3 separate regions of the Sus scrofa genome follow, and regions 2 and 3 are each linked to region 1. Evidence: chromatin contacts called from public HiChIP or PLAC-seq data. All regions are on one chromosome and are shown on one strand. Each heading gives the region's core, a stretch centred on a gene start, on an enhancer-like site or on the middle of the called end of the contact. The rest is flanking DNA. Distances are from core to core; before and after follow the strand shown.

Region 1 (3,495 bases), core at 730-3,229:
TGTTTAAAAATTTTTAAACATCACATGTTATCACCCACATGTGGAATTCAAAAAAGGGAGAGATAACCTCCCTTTGGTTTAGCCAAAACGAACTTATTTCAGAGCTCAATGGTGACTGCGAAATCTCTCTCTCTTGGCCGCATCTTGTGCTCTGATCACAAGAGCCATCTCCCACCCTATTGATGGGTCCCGTCCACACTCAAGGGGAAGGGGTTATACAGGACATGTACACTGGGGAGGGGAATTTGAAGGTCATCTCAGGATTCTTCCTGCCACTTGGAACTCATTCCTGGTGCCCATGGGTGCTTGGACCCCCCCTTCAGGATAAACCAGAACCCTGTTTTCTAGGTGGGGCCCGAGCTGAGTCTATGGGCCTTCTTCGTCTCCATTGCCCTTTAGACTGGGCTCAGCTACCACCCACCAGTCCGTTTTGGCCGTGGGTCAGTATTTCTGATGAGAGATTTCATGGGAAGAGGGTGACATTTCTGTCAAAAGTTGATTTGTTGATTGGCTTGGGCGAATGTTTTTAAATTATCTCTGTTTCCCCCCCTCCCATTGTTGTTGACAGTCAAGACGCAGTTGTACATTTTATTTATTAAATGAGCTAAAGAGGAAAAGGCCAAGGCTAAGGCCAGATGATTGGAAGGAAGCAGCGTGTCTGAGGACGTCTTAATGTCATTTGAAGGAATCAGCTTCTAGACTTGCAGATTTTATCTTTAAGCCGTCTTGGGAAACTGCATGCTCATTCCACTAAGGCACTCTTAGACATGGAATTTGATTGCCTTTTCAAGGGTTGTCTTTTGAGACTCCACCTTAGGGGTTTTTTTTTCCCCTTGATTTAATTTTGTTCTGTTTACCATATTCAAGCACGTTCACTTAGCCCCCCAAAGACTGGACAATCAAAGAAAGCCAAGCCTGTGACACTAAGCAAATTTGTAAGAAAGCAGTTCAGGGATGTCAATCTCACTTAAAAATGTCCCACATTTTAATAGGCTTAGACTGTTCATGCAATAGTTCTGCCAAAATAGAGGCAATTTTTGCCTCAGAGTCAACTCTGATGGTGAGCCAGCTTCTACAGAACAAAACCCAAAATAAAACCAAATGAAAATCGCCACCATTCTGATCAAAGAGCGTTCTGTACTAAGTCCTCAAGACTAAAGAGACGAGGCATTTATTGCTGCTCTCTTCCACGGCTTGGGACTAAGTCTGCTCAGAACACAACCAGCTCGGAAAAGCTCAGCCTCCGTATCTGTTGGGTGAGAAAGACTTCTGACTAGACAGCAGGGCAGAGGGTTTTTGTGGGCCCACATCTGGGCCCAGACTGGGACCACTGTGAGTCTGGAATGTTCTTTCAGCCCCTTCTCCTCCTCCTCACCCACCCCTTCCAAATAGCCTCAGCCTTGCAAGGCCTTGGTAATTTTAAATATCTTCCCGGGTCTGTAATGAAGATGCTTATAAATATTACATGAGATTTATCACTTCAGTGTGAAATTCTCTGATACCAGCAGGGAGTTTTTAAACACAACTGGCAACAAGAAGCATATGGTCAGAGATTCAAGTTACTGGGTTTTTTTTTTTTTTTTTTTTTTTAATTGTTGTCTGCCAAGGACAATATATTTTTTTCCCTTCTTCAAAATAAACATTGTGCAGGAATGTGCCTCAGCAAATGGCTGGGGTTCTATTATATTTCATGCAGCTTTCTAAACAATTTCCAACCCTGGGCTGGCCTGGTGTCAAACAGAAGGCTACCAACAATAGCAAAAGCCCATTAAAGCTGAGAAGGTTCCTTCCTGAGGTGAGCCTGGCCAGAAATAGTCATCTTGGCTCCTTCTCCAGTTTGGCACCAGGGACTAATAATGAACAGTCTTCTAATGGAAATTATCTAATTTCATCCAAGAGCTCGTCCAGAGAGAGCCGGGCTGACGCACTCGCAGGCAATATAACAACATTCTTCTTGAAGTGCTGAACAATGGGCCTTTGCAGACTGTGATAAACCACGTCAGACTCCGGACAAACATGTGTGTAAAAATAGGCCTCAGAGGCAGGGACACAGCCACCTACCTTCTCGGGGAGGGAGGCCCACAGAGCAGGGTTTGTTCCGAAGGCCTGTGGGGAATAGGCGTCTTCATCAGGTCTGCTGGGAGAAGGACCGCGGAGAAGGCGGCAAGGGGAGTGGGAGAGAGGAAGCAAAGACAGAACCAGATTAGGAAAGCATGGGGGGGGGGCGGGATCAGGAAAGGGATGGATGAAAGAAGGGTGAGTTCTCCCTCCATCCGCAGCACAGCGTGCGCGCCCCGGTGCAGGGTGGGTGCCTGGGAATCGTGCTCTTGGTGTGATTTCCATTGATATCAGGGGCTATTTTTCCAGAGCGATGTGTAAGGAACGGCCAGCAGGAAATAAAGCTCCATTTAAAGATATAAACGCGCCATGAAAAAATAGTAATAACTACTTAAAATATAAAGTGTGTGTCCCGTCGCTGAAGTGCTCTTCGTGAAAGTAACGTGATGCTTCCCAGGTATTAATAAATACTGAATCATAGACAGGAAAAAGGAAATTTGAATGTCATAGAAGGAAAAAAAAGAGATATATTGGAGTTGGGTGAAATACGTATATACATAGGTATATATCTATATATACACACATATACATAGATCATACGTATAACTATATATACCTATAAAACCGTATCTATCTATCTAGTTATCTAGCTTTCCATATATATATATATTTCCATATATATATATATATGCAAAACAAAACAAAAACCAGTAAAAATGCAAGAAGCAACTGATAAAGATACACAAAACAAGACTAAATATAAATATACAGAACAAGCAATAACATAATAGCATTTTAATAACACATTTGGCTAATAGATATGTGTAAGGCTTGGTATTCAATAGAGCAACACATATTATTATTAAAAATATTAAAAACAATTAGAACACACGTTGCGCCACAGAGAAAATCTCAACAAATTCCAAACTAAGTGAAATCATACAAGTTGTATTCTCTGTGTGCCATGCAATAAAAGTAAAAATTATCAAAAATTGGTGTCACACACACACATAGGAGTCTCTCCTTTCAAATTTTTTTATTTTATTTTTTGGTTGCACCCTCAGGATGGGGAATTTCCTAGGCCCGGAATCGAACCTGCACCACAGCAGTGACCCAGCAACGGCAGTGACAAAGTCAGATCCTTAACCCACTGAGCCACATGGGAACATCTGAAAAACTGTTTGAAAAATTTTAGGTGTCCTTCTAAGTTCTTGGGTTTAACAAAACTGGGAGTTCCTGTCATGGCTCAGTGGAAACAAATCTGACTAGCATCCATGAGGATGCAGTTTCGATCCCTGGCCTCGCTCAGTGGGTTAAGGATCCAGCATTGTCATGAGCTGTGTAGATCACAGATGCAGCTCAGATCTGGCATTGCTGTGGCTGTGGCGTTGTTGGCCAGTGGCTACAGCTCCAATTCCACCTCTAGCCTTGGAACCC
Region 2 (3,495 bases), core at 298-2,797, 350 kb after region 1:
ACAACCACTATGGAAAACAGTACACAGGTTCCTCAGAAAACTAATATAGAACTACCATATGATCCAGCAATCCCACTCTTGGGCATATATCTGGACAAAACTTTCCTTGAAAAAGATACATGCACCCGCATATTCATTGTAGCACTCTTCACAACAGCCAAGACATGGAAACAACCCAAATGTCCATCGACAGATGAATGGATTAAGATGTGGTACATATATACAATGGAATACTACTTAGCCATAAAAAGGAACAAAATAATGCCATTTGTAGCAATGTGGATGGAACTAGAGACTCTACTAAAAGGAGTAAATCAGAAAGAGAAAGACAAATACCATATGATATCACTTCCATGTGGAATCTAAAATGTGGCACAAATGAACCTATCTATAGAAAAGAAACAAACTCACAGACATGGAGAACAGAGGTGTGGTTGCCAAGGGGGAGGGGGAGGGAGTGGGATGGACGGGGAGTTTGGGGCTGGTAGAGGTAAACTGTTGCATTTGGAGTGGGTAAGCAGTGAGATCCTGCTGTGCAGCACAGGGAACTATACCTAGTCACTTGTGATGGAGCATGACGGCAGATACCATGAGAAAGAGAACATATATATATATGACTGGGACACTTAGCTGTATAGCAGAAATTCACAGAACAGTGTAAATCAACTATGATAAAAATAAAAGTTCTCCTTGATGTTTAATCAGAGACTTGGGAGAAAAGGATGGAGGGCTGTGCCATCTGGGGAAAGACGGTTCCAGGCAGAGGGAACTGAGTCAGGGCTGTGCCTGGCTCTCTGAGGACAAGGCGAGGAGGTTGTGACTGGGAGAGACTGAGCGGAGAGCAATGAAAGATGCAGTTAGTGGGAGCTGGGGTCAGCGCTGAGGGCCGCAGCACTTTGTAAGACTTTAGATTTGCTCTCCATGAGCTTAGAAGCCACGGGCAGTTTTCGAGGCGAGAAATGAAATGATTTAACAAGCTCCAACGGGTCCTTTTGGTGGCTGGTGGAAACAGACCGTAGATTGGAAGACTGGAAGCCAGGAGCACAGCTTGGAGAACTGCAGTCATCCTGAAGAAAAGATGCCAGTGGCTCAGATCAGGGTCCTAGCGGTATTTGGGATAAGAAGTGGTCCTGGGATGTTGGGACTCGGGAGCTAACAGGACTTGCTGGTGGACTTGATAACAGGTGTGGGAGGGAAAGGAGCGTCAAGGAGAGTCCCCGGGTTTCCGGTTGGGCACATGTAACGAGGTTATGAAAGAGATGTTTTGGGGAAGGGTAACACCTTAGGTGGGGTCCTAAGAAATTCTATGAAATTCATCCCTAAAGTCCTGATGGAATAGGGGACCAGAACGGGATACCTGAGCTCTCTTTCTCATGCCGAATTTCCGTCCGTTTATGCACAGTTGATGACTTTAACAAGCGCTCATCTCCGCTCCTGACACCACACACAGTTAGTTGCACAGCGTTTCCCCCAGGATCCCTCCGATCCCCACCTCTTCGCGATGGGGGTGCCTCTTTGCGCGGGGCCTGTCTGACACCTTCTCCACCAGAGGGCAGCACTGAGGCGCAGAGGCCTGCCGCGCAGCCTCTCCGGCCTGGAGCAACAGCAGGGAAAAGCTCGAGGCCCCTTCTTCAGACAAGTCAGACGTGCAGGCTCCCGCCTATCTCCCCCCCACCCCTCCGCGGAGAGCCATCCTTCCAACAACCAGCCTTCTAGACGGCACCAGAAGCTTTTAACGTTATAATCTCTCGTGCCATTACTCAGCAGTCTCATCCAGGTCCCAGGGACCTTTTCCCGGAGCCTCTTTTTTCGCTTGTGTTTCATTAGCTCCACTCACACATTCTCGTGGAAACCACAGTTTAATAAATGTCATAGCGCATGACCAGCGGACTTAATGAATATTAGTCACTCGAAGCCGTTTCTGTTTATTCAGCTTCTCTTTCCTCCCTGCCTGTCGCCTACCCCAGACCGCGTTCTGTGGAATGATAATGAACCCAGAGAGCCGACGGGCCACAGCAGACGGAAAACGAGGGGCAGAAGGAGCTTTCTGAGCTCACACCTGTTTTAAGACTTGTTATCCTTAAAATGCAAAGCTGTAGGGATTCACTCGGCTCCTTCCTTGTGGCTCCCGGGGGACCTGGCTATTAAGCCGCGGGGAGCACAACAGCCTTCAGAGCACTTAAAAGTACTTCTGTCCAATCCATCCCATTCTTCCGGCCTCCGCTCCCGGGTCCAGCCACCATTCCCAGGGGCTGGAGCACATTACAAGGCAGTCACTGGCGATGAATGGGCACAAACAGACTTTTTCACCATTTAGATATGTCTACATTTGCAGGCACATCCTGTAGGCTGCCTGCAACAGCCTTCATTTCAATTTACTGTCTCCCCAAGGACCGTGCCCTTCTCCCGAACGGGGAAATCTCACTGGTCGTCTCTCCTTCCCGACCTCTCACCCCAGCCTCTCTCTGCCCTCCTCCACTTTCAAGGAAAATGCTGCACAGGGAGGAACGTTTTGCTCAAGACGAATAGAATGACATCTTGATGCTTCTAACAGTGCATGTGATCTTGTATTTTTAAAAAATAATGAGCAGCTTGCACCAGATTATCACACTTGGAACGTGTTCAAAGTCTGCACAAAAGCCAGTAAATGTTTGGGGTCCCCCTGGAGTACGGCTGTGTGAGAGCGTGAACCTGTCGTCCTGAAATTTTACATTGTCCTTTCTGCTCTGCTGGGGCCAGCTAGGCTTCATGTTCTCTTGTGAAATTTTCCACTGTGTACACAAATAGAGCGAATGGTATAAAACCTGCCGGCGTCCGCTCTTCAGCTTTCACACTCATCAGCGTTTGGCTAATTAGCTGATCCTCCCTCATCTACATCTTCTTTGCATGCAGATTTAAAACCAGATCACGGATTTTCCCTGTGAGCAGATCTACGCCATTGCCGACTGATAAGGGCTTTCCATTCTTGTCGTAATAACCAAGTCAGTATCATACCTAAAAAATGAATAAGAGTGCTTTCAAGTCAGCTAGTGCCCCGTCTCTCTTGCCTTTTCCCAGATTCCCTCAATCTGTCTGGTTTTAGTTCGAAAGCCAAGCAAGGCCCACTCACTGTGTTAGTCATTTCGTCCTGAAGTCTCTTTCTCTTTTGTTCTACAGTGGCTCTTCTTTTCTTTTAAATTTTGTGCTGTAGATTTTTGGGTGGTACCCTTGGTTTTGTTCTGTGGAAATAAACCACACTTTCGATTTGAGTGATTGCTTCCTTGTGGTGTCATTTAACTTCTGGTGTTGGGACAATTCCTGATTGAGAAAATTTTGGCCGCGTTCTTCATTCTTTAGGTGAAAAGGAAACATGCTGAGGTGGCTAAACGGATGAGGATGTTAGGGGCAGTCGTCATTTTGCTGGGTCACCTGGGGCTTGACTCACGGGTAATCCATTCAGTGATATCGATTAGCTCTCGGATTGCACCAGGCTCTGTGCCGAGTGGCTAAAGGAGG
Region 3 (3,495 bases), core at 731-3,230, 310 kb after region 1:
AGCTCTCCTCCAGGAGGTGAGGGAGTGAAAAACCATCTGTAGGGTGGCACAGTCCCAGGAGGTGTCACATTTATGGTCATGGAGCAGTTTGTATCTCTCTGTGGGTTCTTTTTTTTTTTTTTTTTTTTTTTTCTTCCTTTTTCAGCCTCACTGGCAGCATACGGGTGTTCCTATAGGCCAGGGATCCCATCTGAGCCGCAGCTGTGACTTAAGCCACAGCCACAGCAACGCGAAATGCTGGGCTGGGGATCACACCGGTGCCTTAGCAGCAACCTGAGCCGCCTCAGAGCCAGTGCCAGATCCATACCCTGCTGCACCACAGTAGGACTGAGTTGTTCTTTTATGAAGTGAACTGGCTCTTTTTGTAACTGAACAGCTTTTTAGCACCTTGACTCAGCGAGTTAAATAAATCTGCACTGGTTTCCTACTTTGCTGAAGGACCTACGCACCATGAGGATAAAATTTCATGAATACAGGATTAAGATTCATGAAACTTTATCTATATTAATACCCAGCTTTCAGGGTAAACCACACTATAGCTCTTCTGGAGTGAAAAATAGATCGTTTTTCTTGTCCCAATCTTATCTTTCTTACCTCAGAACCTTCAAGAGAAGTAGAGCTTGTAATCCACGACCTCCGTCCTATTAAGTGATGCAGAATAGATGTCCTTCTGGGGCATCTTTGTCCAAAGAATTTTTCTCGTGTCCAGGGAACCCACAAATGATGCTAATATCAGCACCTTCAACCAGAAAATGTTTCCGGAGGGTTTTCCATCATTGGCTTTGCTTTCTTGTTCACCTTCATGTAACCTTGACGGAGACACAGACCCTCAGCACTGTGGTTGGTAGACACAGTCCTGAGAACAGAGAGTCAACGTGTCATGTGTAGTTGTGGGGGGTGGCGAGGGGGTCTTGCAGAGTTTGGCTGCAGTTCAGGCTCACTCGGCAAAAATCTGCCAGGATCTCTGTATAACTCAGGAAGGCCCGGAGCCATGGCCAAGTCTCCCTAGAGCTCCAATTTGTTTCTTGGTTTCCCTTAGTTTTCAGGCCATCACATCATTTAGCATCTATTGGATGTGTGTGTGTGTGTGTGTGTGTGTGTCTTTTTAGGGCCCCACCTGTGGTATATGGAGGTTCTCAGATACTTAAGCCACTGAGCGAGGCTAGGGATCGAACCCGCATCCTCAGGGATATCAGGCTCATTACTGCTGAGCCATGCCGAGAACTCCCCTAATGGATCTTTAAAAAGTCCATGTGGACTCTATGAGATGGGCTCCTGGTTTCGCCAGTGGGATCATAACCCTGGCCTACTTACCTCAAAGGGCCACTGCAAAGGTCAAAAAGATGATGCGTGCGACGGGGCCTCTGAAAGATAAAATTTATGACACAAACACAGAGTGATGGATTCTGGCGCGATCAACATTTCGGTATGAAACCCTCCTGGTTCAGTAACTTACAGAGGATGAAATATATCTTTATAAGCTCAGGAGCTTTTGAATTCCTTTTCCCCAAACCACCAAAACTCATACACTTTGGTTAGCTTCTCTGTGGCCCCAGCCTTTGAATAAGCTGACATCACAGCAGAGGTTAAAAAAAGGCAAACAGTGGCCAAGATATGTGCATTTGTGTGTGTGTGTGTGTGTGTGTGTGCATTTAAGAAAATGCGCATGGATCTTTGACCCAGCTACTACATATGTTCATACAATTAAAAAAAGGAATAATGACTCATTAACCAAACAAGTTCTAGAGAAAAAAAATACTCATTTAATACAATCACAGTGACTTCCTCACTGTTTCCACTTCATTGCTGCTTATATGAGTAAAAACAACATGCTAAACGGAGACTTTCAGGACCCCATGGGACCAATTAATGCCACGTGACTTCCTCTCTGCCTTCCATGAAAATAACTATATTATAATGGTCTGTGATATTAATATCAGCTTTGGAAAAGCCAGGCAGCGGCTCCGTGGGGAAGGAAGTGGCCTGATGTGGAATGTGCAGCCTTAGACAGACGAGAGGCCACATCTTTTTATAAGCTGCATCGAGCCCTTCAAGGAGGTGGGGGCACCCCATGGGCTCCTGGGTTAATTCAGGTTAAAAGGCCACCAGGGTAGCGTATCTCTGATCTTGAACTCCAAGAAAATGCGGTTATTGAGGGAAGCTTGGAAATGAAGGTTCTCAGAAACAAAACCCTTTCCACAGCCTGCCCCGGCCCCGGCCCCGCCCCCTGGCCCTGAATTTCTCCAGATTTCTGCCCACCACAGAGGCAGGATGTGTTTTGAACGACTTCTGTTTGTGTTGGAGTGTAGACCTGGGGTGAGGACGGCGGGTGCACCTCCCAAGTGTGGGGAAGAGTTCGGCAGGGTTTTCCCGGGACAGCAGAATGCAGGGCCGACGCACAGGAAACAGGAGCCACCACATCAGGCGCCCCGCCCGCTCCAGGGTTCCCTCAGATGCAAGTGTGGGGACCCCAGGTTTGTCCTCCACCCAGGTCCCATCCCAGACCACTCTCTGTAACGTCTTGCAGGGCTGCAGTGCTCTCCCTGTGGCCAGGCCAATTCTTCTCTGTAGCGTATGGCGAGGGGCCGGTCAGTTTTCTTGGTTGTGAATCGCTGTCGTGCGTGAGCTCCACTCAAGGGTGGTCCCCAAGCACCGTGGAGAATACAGGTCCCTGGGGAGCAGATGTGTCGCGGTATGTCTAATTCTCCAGGGGAGATGGCCCAAGGCGAGGAGCTAGATCCAGTTCCTGGACAGTGGCTGATGGTTTGGCCAGACAGTCTGAGGCTCAGAAGGAAAAATAGTGGAGAATTGGTGCTGCGGAAGCTTAGGGGAAAAGCTGGGTGGACTTCTTAGGAGGAGCCAGAATAGGAGAGTATTTGTACCACATCTGCATGCTCATCAAAAGGTCCGCTCTGGAGAGATTTTTAAATAATCAGGAGGAAAGAATGACTCACGAAGGTCGCCTATCAGAGTCTTTGCCTGGTACTGGATCAGTGGGCTTCTAAGTAAAACAGCTGTGTTGGCAGGAATGGATCCAGGGACAGGAGCTAATAATGTCAAGGGCATCCTTCCATGATGGAGACTTGTGGTGCCTTACGGCTGGTCCCTCAGCCGAGTCCCCGGCTGGCTAGGAGTAGCCATGAGGCCTGAACACCAGGATGGCATGTGTCTAGGAGGATGAGTCAGTTACTCGGTGGTGATTGTGTTGGATGCTTCCATCACGGAACGCACAGAAACTGTCCTCGCTGAAATAGCCCATGTTCTATAGTTCGGTTTCTTTTCTCTGCCCCCGTGCTTCTGCGAAAACTTTCATCAGTGTATCTTATGTAAATGCTTAAACATCATAAAGAAATCCTCATTGCACATACTTTTGTTTTATAAGATCATTGTGATTTTCTTTATTAAAAAAATAATCCCCTCCTCTTTTTTTTTTTTTTTTTACTTTTTAGGGCCACACCTGCGGCATGCGGATGTCCCCAGGCTAGGGGTTGAATC

Evidence for each region. HiChIP or PLAC-seq counts read pairs in DNA pulled down with a chosen protein or histone mark.
Region 2: a contact with region 1 is called in an H3K27ac HiChIP or PLAC-seq map of skeletal muscle, with 7 times the contacts expected there. The contact joins two enhancer-like sites.
Region 3: a contact with region 1 is called in an H3K27ac HiChIP or PLAC-seq map of skeletal muscle. The contact joins two enhancer-like sites. A contact is called at or near these places in 2 of 47 Hi-C or Micro-C datasets (embryonic fibroblasts and heart right ventricle) and 1 of 2 datasets of contacts at active chromatin or transcription factors (skeletal muscle).

The regions. Positions count from the first base shown.
Region 1 is chr10:10,238,107-10,241,601 of Sscrofa11.1, forward strand. The region is part of intron 6 of MARC1 (mitochondrial amidoxime-reducing component 1); the gene reads left to right. Among named protein-coding and RNA genes, the nearest start is that of HLX, 24 kb to the right of the region's middle. Within about 2 kb of position 1,980, at least 23 of the 83 cell types and tissues checked have an H3K27ac peak or open chromatin away from gene starts, as enhancers often do. A contact at or near this core is called in skeletal muscle, where this site is marked.
Region 2 is chr10:10,589,149-10,592,643 of Sscrofa11.1, forward strand. No RefSeq gene overlaps it. Among named protein-coding and RNA genes, the nearest start is that of DUSP10, 310 kb to the right of the region's middle. Within about 2 kb of position 1,548, at least 10 of the 83 cell types and tissues checked have an H3K27ac peak or open chromatin away from gene starts, as enhancers often do. A contact at or near this core is called in skeletal muscle, where this site is marked.
Region 3 is chr10:10,551,396-10,554,890 of Sscrofa11.1, forward strand. All of the region lies in intron 2 of LOC110255631 (a long non-coding RNA gene), which reads left to right. Among named protein-coding and RNA genes, the nearest start is that of HLX, 290 kb to the left of the region's middle. Within about 2 kb of position 1,981, at least 9 of the 83 cell types and tissues checked have an H3K27ac peak or open chromatin away from gene starts, as enhancers often do. A contact at or near this core is called in skeletal muscle, where this site is marked.